Linked DNA regions of Canis lupus: region 2 is linked to region 1. The links are chromatin contacts, called in public Hi-C maps. All regions are on one chromosome and are shown on one strand. The core of a region is the stretch at or near the end of the contact, and the rest is flanking DNA. Distances in the headings are between cores, read along the strand shown.

What was found. A called contact is a pair of places that touch in the nucleus more often than the background predicts.
Region 2: a Hi-C map of skin fibroblasts shows a contact between it and region 1, with 2.3 times the contacts expected there. The contact joins two enhancer-like sites. A contact is called at or near these places in 2 of 9 Hi-C or Micro-C datasets (amygdala and skin fibroblasts).

What each region holds. Positions count from the first base shown.
Region 1 is chr16:41,794,171-41,800,815 of UU_Cfam_GSD_1.0, reverse strand. The region is part of intron 2 of PDGFRL (platelet-derived growth factor receptor-like protein); the gene reads right to left. Among named protein-coding and RNA genes, the nearest start is that of PDGFRL, 21 kb to the right of the region's middle. Within about 2 kb of position 1,890, at least 3 of the 20 cell types and tissues checked have an H3K27ac peak or open chromatin away from gene starts, as enhancers often do.
Region 2 is chr16:42,042,568-42,049,150 of UU_Cfam_GSD_1.0, reverse strand. No RefSeq gene overlaps it. Among named protein-coding and RNA genes, the nearest start is that of FGL1, 35 kb to the left of the region's middle. Within about 2 kb of position 2,225, at least 2 of the 20 cell types and tissues checked have an H3K27ac peak or open chromatin away from gene starts, as enhancers often do.

The DNA of each region.
Region 1 (6,645 bases), core at 641-3,140:
AAAAGGTTTCTAGAAAAGATGGAAATGACTTATGTTATTTGCCCAGTAGAGGTTGATCAGATGGTCCAGAATATTAATGTTTTTTTTATAGTATCAACAGAAAAAAGCAAGTTTTTAAATTTTTTTTTAATTTGCATGGAAACATTATGCCTAGAATATTTCTGTAGACCTCAGTTTGTAGAAGATGGGTGTGAGGTACATGGAGGGAGAGTGGGTACACCTGACACTAGGAAGTGATGTTGTCTTTCTCTTAAAGGCAGTGAGGAGTAATAACCCTCACAGTGTGGTGTATAGATCCCTCTGTACTTTTGACGTGTATTTGTGAAGGCTTTAAGTCAACAACTCATAATGCCCTTACATTTCACTCTAAATTCCTCAGCATGACCGACAGAGTCTTCTACAGGCCGACTCCTGCTTACCTTCCAGCATCATTTCTCCATGGTCACCTCCTTTCTGTTCTACTACCTCAAGCTACCCCGTCTTCCCCTCCACATCCTCAATGTTCCAGGTGCTATAGTATCAACAGCTGTTCCCTCCTTCTGGAATTCTCTTACATTCTTTTCCCACCCCTTTCTTTACCTGGTTAACTCCCAGCCTTCGGGTTATTACCTTGAGTTTTCTCTCCTCTGACCCTGTGCTTCACACAGCTATATATTAAAATTGCTTATTTAATAGTGTCTTTCCCTATTATTAAAAGATCTATGGGCACGGACTTTGTGTTTATCTTGCTCATCATCATATCTCCAGCATCTACCTAGCATAGGACCTTGAACATCATACATACTAAATAATAATAATAATAATTGTTGGAAAAGAAGAACAAAAAAAATTAAGGGAGAGTGGTGGGGGAAGATGAATGGACAAAAGCAGGAAAGCAGGAGGGGGGCCAGAAGAGGAGTCAGGAAACAGAACAGTCAATAAATGGTACCAAACACAGTCAGAAAAATATCCTTGCTGTTTCCAATCTCAAAAGAGAGTGGAGATATATGTGATCTGGAATGGACTGAATTCAGTTGATCTGAATCAACTTTAGCACCTAAAAATTCAGACTCTTACTATTAGCTTCTGAAGCTCTGCCCAAGCTGTTCAAGGGCCCAGAGCTCTGGGAAGACTCAGGAGGACTCGGCACTACCAATGAATTTATCCTAGGGTGGGCACATGAGGTTAAAAATGCCCAGCCCTTTTTTATTTGTTAGGAAACTGATTTCTAGACTGCTTAAAATATAACTTGAAACTGTGACCACTGAGTAGCCCAAAAGAATGAAAGAACCATCAGCACAAGTATGCAATCATTTTACCCCACCCACCTTCCTTTGAAATGTTTTTTTACTGGTGAAAGGAAGAGAAGTGTAACACAGCTGAAACCTGCCATCTAGTGGGCCTTCTAATGACATGAGCTCGCCAATGTGAAGGAAGCAAACATCACAGGAGGAAGACCTGGAAGAAGCCCAAGAGCATGCATGCATCATCTCGGGTCTTCCCTGATGGTCAACGTCTACCTTTCAGGATAAGGGATCCTTTACGGCCTTCTGACAGAGCTCTTCTTTTCAAGTAGCCCAATGTAATGTTTTCACATTCTGATTTCCAAAAGGTTAATGGAAATCAATGTAAAATTTTGATCACTTTCAATTCAAAGCTATCCTAGCAAGAAATCAGAGTATCCCTTTGGAAAATCATGTTTTATATCTGTTTTGGGTCCTAACTGTAGAAATCAAAGTATCCAAAAAGCAACCAAAAAAAAAAAAAAAAAAAAAAGAGGAGGAGAAGAAGAGGAGGAAACGAAGTCAACAACAAATCTATCTTCCTTGAAGTTACTACCTCCACAAGGCCAAGGGTGGTCTCTGGTCTAAGTGTGTCCCATGTGACATAGCTTAAAGCACTTGAGCAGAACAGCAGCTCCATGTTGGGACCAAGGGGCCGGGGTCTAAGGCTCACACTGCTATTCACCCATTGTCACTTGGGACAAGCCATCTACATTCTATGATCCTCAGTTTCCTCATTTGTTAAAAAGAGGCACTTAGAGGACACCTGGGTGGCTCAGCAGTTTGGTGCCTGCCTTTGACTTGGGGTGTGATCCTGGAGTCCCGGGGTTGAGTCCCACATTGGGCTTCCTGCATGGAGCCTGTTTCTCCCTCTGCCTGTGTCTCTGCCTCTGTCTCTCATGAATAAATTAATTAAAAATATTTAAAAGAGGCACTTAGGCATAACAACTACTAAGCTTCCTTTGATCCCTCAAGTTCCATGAACTTGTTCCTGAGTTACAGGCCTCATGACCCCAGAGAGGCCTGACATTCGGCCCACTCTATGCTCAGTCCCCCGCACCATACTCATACTGAGATACTGATGGAGGGCATGAGTGTATCGATGAATAATTATGATCATCTCTGTCAAGCCTACAGCTAAGTCAGGGACACAAACATAAAACAGTGATTGCACAATTGGTGATGAGGGTTTCAGTGAGGGTGTGTAACTCAGCCTAGCAGGGGGCTGAAAGGATGGGACAGGCCTGGGTTTGAAGATTGCTGAGCAGCTTTTCCAGTATGTTCATTACAAGCAGTAAGACTCAAATGGGCAAAGGCCCAGGCAAGAAGGAGACTGGAACATCCAGGCATCAGAAAGAATCCCCAGAGCCTGAAGTATGAATAAGAGAAGGAAAGTGAAACAACACAGGAGGGGAAGGCAGAGGCCACATTATGTATCAGGAGTTTCAACTTAAATAAAATCTTAAAAAAATGAATTATTTATTTGATAGACAGAGATAGGGACAGAGAGCACGAGCCCAGGAGGAGAGGTAGAAGCAGACTCCCCACTGAGCAGGGAGCTCTACACAGGGCTTGATCCCAGGACCATGGGATCATGACCTGAGCCAAAGGCAGATGCTTAACCAACTGAGCCACCCAGGTGCCCCTCAACTCAATTCTAAGAGTAACAGAATTACTCTGTAGAAGGGCTTGAGGCAGAAAGGTGGCAGGACCAGATATGCTCTTCTGAAAGATCTGACTGCTTGCAGAAGACTAAGGTCAGGTTCAAGATTGGGTACAGAAAAGCTAGTTACAAGATTATGCTGTAGTCCATGTACAAGACGAGGGTCATTGCTTCCATGATGGAAAGAAGAAGGAAGATTCAATAAATAATTAAATAGCGACATCATCAGGACATCCGGTAGTCGTTGATTGGATGTGGAAGTAAAAGGTAAGCATCCAAGGTGATTCCAGACCTTTGACCAAGGGCAACTGGGTAGAATTAGTGCTAATCACTGAACTGAAGGACATTGGGTGTGAAGAAGGCTTATGAGCTCAGTTTTAGATGGTTCTGTTCAGAGAAAGACTCAGGTAGTTGAGCAGGCCACCAGAGAGTCAGATCTGGAACTCAGCAGAAACATCTAGGTGTGCCATATGATCAGTGGAGGACATTTGGTAGCATGTAATGAGAAGAGAAGAAGACACGGAACTAATATTTTATGTCTTGGAGAGTAGATGATGCAGAGCTGCCAAAGCAAACTTCAAGGAGAGGCCTAAGAGCCAGGAAGAAAACTGGCAAAAAATGACATTGTAGAAGCCAAGAGCAGATCGTTCTTTTCTGTGGAATGGATGTGGTAGGGCAAGTCACATGGTGACTGGAAAGTAAACACTGTACTTAATGACCTTGACCTTGGTGATGAAGTGCATGTGAAATAGGGCAGGAGTCAGGTGCTTTAGGTGGAGGGTGATAGGAGAGGACAGTGAAGATGATGAGGGTAGACAGAGACTCTTCTAAGGGGCCTGGCTCTGAAGGTGAGAGAGGAAGGTGGCTGGAGGGCACATGGGGGCCAAGGTTGGTGGGGTTTCTTAATATGGAGAAGGATTTTAGGGAGAGATCTCATTGAGAAGGGGGAGGTTGACAATGCCAAAGAGGGAGGCAACAACTGATATCTCAGGGCTTCTGAGAAAACATACAAGGGTGAGATCCAGGACACAGGCAGAGTTTGGCCTTAGGAAGAGAAACCCTTCCTCCACTGTAACTGTCAGAGTAGGGAAGGAAGAGATGTGATAAGATGAAGTCAAGGCAATTCAAGGGCTCTAACTTCTCAATACGTTAGGTGAGAAATGAATTAGATCAAAGTGAGAGAGATGGAAAAGATCAGAGGTTTAGAAAGAGAGAAAAAGTGAGCTCTCTAGAGAAATCTATCCAGCATTGCCAGACACAAGTGAAGTGATCATAATCTAATGGCACCCATCCACCTACTTGCATGGTTTCCTCTATCAGTGTTCAGTGCCCAAGTGTGGACAAGAAGAAGTGGGTGAACAGGTTCATTTCAGGTTGGAAATTTCCAAGAAGGAATAAACAAAAAACAGAGGGCAACATAATTTACTTAGGTTTACCAAGAGGTTGGTAGAAACAACAGACCCTGGAGTCTAATGAGCACAGAAGGGGACTAGATGGATAAAGAGGGAGAAATTGCTGGGCAGGTGTGTGTGTGTGTGTGTGTGTGTGTGTAAGTCAGCTAACAAAATGGCTCCATGATGGGAAGCAACATCAGGCTCTGAGATAGTGTGGATGGATCCAAGGTGGCATATCACCCTAGATATAAAATATATTCACATTTTGTTGTCACCCTCTGCCCTACATGTATAGTACACACACGTATTTATCTCTGAATGTTGAGTGTACAAATGCATGACCAGGAACTGGCTTCTGATATGACCGTTAAACCCATGGAGAAACCAAAATCTATTTCCTTAGTTTAGGTGTATGTCAGGCTCTGTTGGAGGTGCTAGGAATCTGATGATGAATCAAATAAACATGGTTACAGGTTTACATTTTCATGGGGGAAGATGGACTTAGGCTCCAGTTTGTAAAGAATTAATCAATTAAATGAAAAAGGAAAGAGGTGTACAATCTTTTGTGGACCCTCTATATTAAAAGTTACATTGGCTGTGTGACATTTGAGTCTTGATCAGAATTGACTGTCCCAAAAGATCACTTGATTGTTGTGCTTAAGAAATATACACTGCTTAGTAACAATTAGTTGCAATTTGCAGAACATTTGCCATTGGCCAGGCAGTGTTTACAATAGATAATATAATCTCCATATTCCAGATGAGGAAAGTGGGTTTTTAGGCAAATTACTGATCAAAGATCGCTTTGCTGGTTGGTGGTAAAGGCAGGATTTGAATCTAACTATGCCTCTGTCTGACCTCTCTGTTCCATAACCTGTTCCCTCTTCTGAATTTGGACAAAGCTGGCAGCGTTGTGAACTTTGTTCAGAAATCTACCAAAATTGCTTAAAGGGACCTGGGTTTGTTGGAAGCACACCTGGGGAGCTTCCAAACCCAAAGCTGTCAGAACACTGGTAAGAACTCATTCCACAGGGAAAGAAAACACAGGATGAATACCTCTCTATCCAAGGGTACCATGTTCTGGGAAAGATGTCAAGAGTTAATTTGTGGATTCTCTGGTGTCAAATAAATCATGATTTTGTTGTTGTTTGATATAAAGTTATGACTAGATGTTTTTCACATTTTTCACATTTTTTGGTAAAGTCCTTGGGGGCTCACATCTGTCTTTACTTTCTTATAAAGCCCTGACTGTATTTTGAATGAATACAATTTAATGTTAAAAAGTCAAAGTTGGTTTTTTTTAGCTCTCAGATATTTCTCTTCAATTCAGATTCATGTGCATTTTACTTTGAGTCCTTAAGATATTTTCAAACATACTATGACTAATACAACTTTGAAAATACTTCTAGAAAAAAAAAAGAAAATACTTCTAGAAAATACTGTATTTTCAAGAGCCAAATCATGTAGATTTAAAATACTATGTGTAAATCAAAGACTAACTGTTCATAATAAGTTAAAAGAGTTAATTGGTTTTTTTTTAAGTGTGTAAATATCACTTTGAAAAATTAAGTCATTTAAAAGGTATACGGTAGTAAATCTTTCCAGATTTGTCCCAAGCAGGGCACGTATGCACATACTTTAATATACACACACCACACATACCACTCTTCTTCCAACCCAATATCCCTCAAGGAAAACTCTACACTATTATATCCCCCAAAGCCAGAAGAGTATCTTCAGAATAAAATGTGAAAGAGTCTTAATACAAAAGGGAAGATAGATGAAGAGATATTACTTGTATATATTTTAACTTCTTTATTCCCCGAGGTGTATGTGTGTAAGAAGGGGAGAAGACTACCTAATCATTCAATAGCTAAAGCTAAATGCCAAGGACTCCAGTAAGCCCTGTGAGAAATGCAGATTAACAAAAGGAGTCATAAGTATGAAGAGTGATTAAAAGAGAAGGTACCCAGGGCCATTGGAAAGCACACCCCCGGGAGTGGGACACGGCCTCCAGGAGAAAGCCAGGCAGGCAGGCTGAAGTTAGCCAGGTGAAGACGGGGCCAGGCACATTTGATGATCTTCCGGGAGCCCAGGGCAGTGAAATCAGATGCTAATCAAGAGATTAGAAGCAACTCGAGAGAGATTCTGAGTTAAGGGAGGGTCTCATTGGTCAGGTGAAGATGCTGGACTGTATCCCCAGTGGAGCCTCACCCATTAAGCAGGGAAAGGGCATGGATAGATCCACATTTTTAAGACCTTTGTCCAGCCGCAGTGTCAAGGAGCCCAGGAGGACAGGGGTGTGGTTCGTTGCTGCATTTCAAGA
Region 2 (6,583 bases), core at 976-3,475, 250 kb before region 1:
GTGAAGGGTCAACAGACTTCAATTTATACCCTATTGGCCAGACTTGTGTTACGTGGCCACCCCATCTGGAAGTAAGATCATGAAAGAGCATATCTAATTTTTCAGTCTTCAGAACACACAAGCAAGAAAAGTGTCTGCTGTGACTCCTCAATGTTTGTCTTTTAATGCAGTCTTGTGAGAACATGATTTCATATGTCACACTTTGGGAAGGCATAAATAATGGGGCACGAGTGATAATTTTAAATATGGGTATTATTTGCCCAAGTAGTAGCCTAAAGAATTCACACAATTAGAAGATCAAAAGAAAAGCTTCTGAAGGAGAAAAGAAATGACTCCACAGAAAAGTGGGAGGGAGCTAAACAAGTATAGTGTTACATAAATCTCAGAATAATAGTTTTTCAATGCAGAAGGAATGATAAAAAAATTAATGCCATAAGAAGATGGAAGAGAAAGCATTCTAACGAAAGACCACTGGATTTAGTGATAATTTTTTTGTGCCTTTAATTTCAGTGGACTAGCGGGAAAATAGCCAGAAGCCAGAAAATAAAAGCAGTTAGAAAAAAGTAGATCATTTGAGGAGTTTATACATAAAAGTGGGAGATTGGACGGGTGTACCCAAAGTCAAGACATGAGGAAGACCCCAGTCCAATGTCCTCTGAAATTTCACCACTAAGGAGTCATTTATTAGGCTTTATCGCTTTCTTTTTAAAATGCAAATATGCTTTCAATTTATATCAGCTGATTACATGTTAGGGCCAATAAACTCATGAGTGCTGTGTGTGTCTGTTTTAAATAGAGCAAAGTATAGAGAAAATGCAAGGACGCTGATTGGCTGACATGGGCAGAAGGAGTTTCTACTAAGAAACAAAAGGTATTTTTAAGAAAAGAGAGGGGCTATGTTCCTGAAACCTGAAAGTACTCACTCCACAAATCTGCCCAATACCTAGAGTTTCAGAAAGACTGAGTCATAAAATCACAACCCATCCATAAAGCCCATAATCTCTCCTTTGGCCAGCACAAATTTAGTTGGGGAGAAAGACAAGTCAATCTATAGGATTGACATGAAGCGATAAACAAGATGGTTAAGTGTTTAGCTGTTGCCCAAGAAGATTACAGTCAGACTGTTAAGAACTTAAATTTTACCTTTGCCATTTTTTAGGTGGCAAATTACATCTCTGTGCTAAAATGTGAATAATAATACAGCTGTCTTACAGTCATGTTGCGAGGATTAAATGAGCTAATACTGTGGTTGGCACACACAGAAGTCCCACCTTCTCCACAGTTTCCATGGCTTCAGTTATCAGCAGTCAACCACCAATGGGAACCAGATGATCCTCCTCCTGAAGTATTGTCAGGTCAATAGCTGCCTAACAGACATCACAACACCTAATCTTATCATGTAGGCATTTTATCATCTCGCAGCATCTCAGGAAGAAGGCTGTGTACAGAGCAACAAGCAATTTTGAGAGAGAGAGAGAGAGAGAGAGAGAGATGACATTCACATAACTTATATAAAAGTATATTGTTATAATGTTCCATGTTATTAATAATGGTCAAGCTCCTACTGTGCCTAATTTACAAATTAAACTTTGTCATAGGAATGTACTTATAGGAAAAACTTTGTGCTCCTAGGGCTGGGTATGATCCACAGCTTCAAACATCCATTGGGGGTCTTGGAACATACATATACCCCATGGATAAGGGAGGATGACTGTACTGCGTTCTCTGTAAATGCTTACTGTGATGATGATGATGGTAATGCTAACGAAGAAGAGGAAGGTAGAAAGGAATATGGTAATGGCGAATTCTGTGTTCTGTGAACTTCTCCAAGGGTTGAAGGTGTGAGAAGAGAGGAGATGGTCAGACATTTTCCTGATAAGATAGTATATAAAACGAATTACGACTCTGGGTATACTGTATCTTTTTTACAAGCTCAGCAGTTCAGTGTCTTACTATTACTGGGATTTAAAATTCTCAACAGCAACAACAAACAAAAAATTAGACACCTGGCTTTATCACTTTTTGGCTCAGTCGGTTAAGCAAGCACCTGACTCTTGATTTCAGCTCAGGTCATGATCTCAGGGTTGTGAGATAAGGCTCTCAGCAGGGAATCTGCTTGAGATTTTCTCTCTCAACTGGCCCTCCCCACCCTGCTCTATTTCTCTCTTTCTCTCTCAAATAAATAAGTAAATCTTTAAAATCCTCAAAAATTAGAGGTTGACAACTGTTGTAGAGATTGTCCGGTCCCGTGGTCTCTAATATGGGCCCCAGGGGAGCCTTAGATTTTGATAATGTACCTCAAGCTTCTTGCAGGGAACAGGAAGGTCTTCCCCTTTCTCCTTTCATTTGCTGTGGCTTAATTTGTATCTATTTTATATGTTTGGGTTCCAGGTAACACTTTGTGATTTTATTTTGTTTGAAAAAGAGAAAAAGAAAGAAAGCTTTCATCTCTAAAAAAAAAAAAATAATAATAAGTTCAGATTTCTCCCTTCATTTTATAGATCAAGAAATTTTCTGCATTTTTCAGATGACAGGTGTTTCTGGGAAGGACTCTTACTCCCCTGACTCAGATGAATTAACAAGCGTTGTAAACCCAAGGCTGTACTCTGTTCTCACGAATGTTGGCACTTCATTTAGAATACTGCCTTAAAAAGCATATACACCCAGTAAAAACTGTGCTCTATGGTGGGCAAGCCCAAGACAAGCTGCAACCTTTCAAAGAGGATAAAAGGGGGAATTAAGCATTCAGTCCTAACAAGCCAACCTCATCTCACAGAGAAAATGACATAGGGTATTGTCTCCTTAACTCCTGGGGTGTTGGCACTGGTTGCAGTTTCAAGGCCTTTCTAATTATAGATGTGCTGTGTAACATTGCCTCCACCTGTACCTATAACACTAACAACGTTCAGCACTTAGCATTATCAAAGACTTTTCCAGCTTGAACTAATTAATTCATACAATTCCAACCATCTGGGACAGATAGTATTATTACCCAGGTTTTACGGACACAGAAAACTTCAAAAGAGGTTTCTCCAAGGTCACATAGCAATTGGAATGGGGCCAGGAGTATATTTTAGAAGTACTAGATTTTTCCATTCATTAGAAGGTGACAACATTACAGTTTAGATTTAGGGGTAATTTGATTTTTTTTTTTTCTTCAGGGTGCTAAACAGATACTGCTTTGTTCAATACCAGCTCACTCTTTGGTTTCTTTTGTAGCTTGTCTCCCAAATGGAATGATTATACCCTTAGGAATTATCAAGTACGTCAAAATTCTTCGGAATACCAGGTAGTTTGGAAGCAATTAAAGGTAGCTAACATGAGCCAGCTGTTTCAACTCTCTTCTTTTCTTCCTGTATTACACCTGTAGTATCTCTTTTCAGTTGAGTGATATTGGAACACAGAGCTCTTGAAACGTAAAATGAAACCTCAGAAAAGTCAGTTATAAAGGCTTCTCTGTTCTCTTCTGGTAGCTAACCAACTAATTCAGATTCTTGGGAAATCGCATATTCCTCAAAGAAGGTCCTTTAGAGATAATACTGGCTTTTTCATCACTAGTTTTAGAAAGATTAAAAATAGCCCATGTTACCCAGTTATGAGAAAGTTAAATTTGAAACAACACTAACTCGTGAGTAGAAAATCACCACCATCCCCTTGCAGCTTTTGTGCTAGTCTAATAGTTGTGACTTGAAAGCATATTGTATCCTCCCATGTTTACTCATGGTGAAGAAGTAGTAAATCATATACTTTGGAAAAAAGATATATATGTATACCTTTCCAAAAAGTCAAAAGCCAGTACATTTTTATATAGACAATAATTATGCGAAGCAAGCAATGTCAAGTTAACATATCTTAATCAGAGTTCCATGTTGACTCAGACCAGTAGGACCAGAAAAGAAATTATTGTAAAAACTTTCAGAATATAGAAGGAATTTGGTGAATATGATTAAGAACTTTTTCTAAATAGGCATCTTTTGAAACACAAGGTCAAAGAACATCTGCATATTGTTTGTATGTGAGTCAGCATATAGTAGGATGTATAACTCAGAGGAACTTAGAGTTTGGAAGGATAATGTTTTACTATCAAGCCTATTTTCAATATCAAGTCATAGGTCTAGGCCACTTAATTTTTAACAACTTCCATAAATACGTCTGATTCACCCTAAACTTTAGAGATTCTTGGTGTCATTCCTCAGAACTCTTCTCACTCAGAGAAGCTGAGCAGTTTGATGTATTAGTTTCAGTTCAAGGCTAATCTTCCAGGATAAACCTAAATGTGAGAAAAGTTTATGTGAAAAGTTCAGATCTATATTCTCACACCATTTTCTGAAACAGAGCAGGAAAATGCAGTGGTGATTGCAATATGCAGATGGCTCTCAGGTGTGCTGCACAATCCTTGAGCAACTCCTGAGGATCAGATGGCCTGGGGCAGGATGCTGAGACAGCTGGTGGCTCTTCACACTCATTCCTTCAGTCAGCAAGCCTGTATCAGCCTACCTGCCAAGGGCATGGATGCCAGCTGTCCCTCTCCTTGTTCCATAATTTAGTAAAATACTAATCCCTGGAGCTCACTGATCACTTTATTTTTTTCATAGGAAAACATTTATCAAAGCTGAAGCAGGGGTGACACACTACTTTTCTTTATACCATCTTTGCCATCATCCAAAACTTCCTGAAAGAGCCTTTTTAGAGACTCAAACTTTTCCATGCTGGATATAGGCCCAGAGGGATCTTTTTCTTTCTTCTAAAGTGTGGGGCGGTCTGTTTGGCCATTTTCAGTTACACTTTCTTTCCCCCTATATCCATAAATAAAACCTGTCAAAACAGCTTTCCATCCCAAGATGTGACAAGTCCTCAATAAATAATACTTTTGGGGCCAGCCAGCACTTTAAAAGATAAAGATTTAAATATTTTAAAATAAATATTTGTTCATTTTACCTAAAAAATAATTCGCTCAAATTTCCTAAATTAATCTTGCTGGAAAATCTTGCTCAGAAAAATATAAGGAAACTCCTTATGTATGAGGAGGGGATTTTGCACAGTGGTTGATGGAGAAAGTTTCCAGAGGTGGCAAGTTATGAGGACACTCTTGTTTGCCTTTTTTTTGTTTTTTTTTTTTAACCACTGGTGTTTATTGGCAGGAAGGTAATACCAGACCTAAGGCCCTTCATAGGGCTGGGCTCTGTCATCTTGGTAAGACACTGTGGCCACTGTTTCCAGAATCAAATACAGTTTAGTCCTCTTCTCCCTGCCAGTACAATGTGGGTTCTAGCAGGGTGATTGCCTCTACTGACTCACAGCCCAAGGGGTCTGCTCCTGCTACTTCTTGGGGGGATTGTACTGATTCGCTTACCCTGCAAAGTTATAGTGGCAGAGGACACCATCCATTGTCAACTTTCTTCACAGATCAAATCCTAGGAGAACCCAGGCTTTTTCCTCTCCTGTCTTTGTTCTTTCCTCTGGAAGAGGCCAGCCTGGTGAACTCCCTAGACATTGGCTGAGGTCTTCATGTTCCACTACTGCTTGACATTCTCTGCCACAGCTGCTCAGAGTCTCCAGAAAGGCTCCATGTGTGGGCAAGTTCAGTCACTAGGAGCTGGGGTTGGAGACTTAGTCCTTCAGATAGGTTCTCTCTTGTGCCTTTTCAGATGCTGATTCACCAACGCCTCGTAAGGTAATAAGAAGGAAGGGCTGGAATGTCTTCCCTTCCTTCTCAGGTAATGGAAATGCCCTTCAAGCAACAGCTTTAAATTAATTTTGGTTCTAACATTCCTGTTGGGAATTTCCAGATAGAGAGGAAGGGAGCTTTGATGGGATGCACCCTGTATATCACATCAAAGACATGGATGCCTCCTTTTTCAGTGTTCCAGATCACCTGAGTGCCCACAAGAGCTCATTGTTAGAACTTGTTTCAACATTTTCTATTATCACTTGGAAATATTGCTATCAAAGTTAAGCTGGAAATTGAATATCAAGTTTGCAAAACTGTGTAGAATTTAAGGTCTTGAGATAGCTGTTCCTCTGTGTTCAGTATAGCAGTTGTTACCAAAGACTACATATTGATCAGATAAAATAAGAAAAAGCATGAAGTACCTATAAAAACATAGGTGACATAAATACAATATAAAATCATCTAGGCCACCAGTGTTTAGTATAAGATCAGATTCATTGTAATCTCCTGAAAGTCATGCTTATTCTCTAAGTAAGTTTTCTTGGTCCAGACTGTTGGATGGCATGTAACTGCCAAGGCAGCAGAATTCTCTGAAAGTTTCCAGCATCAGGTTTCCTTGGAACAGGTCCGTGCATGGGTCAGTCTTCTAAAGCAGATGACCTTGCCATGGTTGGTGCTGACTGTCCACTGTAAGCCATCCATGCTCTTACATGTTTCCAAAGGTTGTACAGTTGGAAATATGCACAGGGCATATACTTGGCCAGCATTTGGGTTTAATAATCCCTTATCTTGTTGCTGATTAGATCCAAGTTATACAATCTTTCAGCTGGATGGTTTGGTATAAGCAGAACTCTAAGAAAGAGGATGGGTTATTCATTTCCATGGACCTCTTCTATCAAAATTTTCATGTGA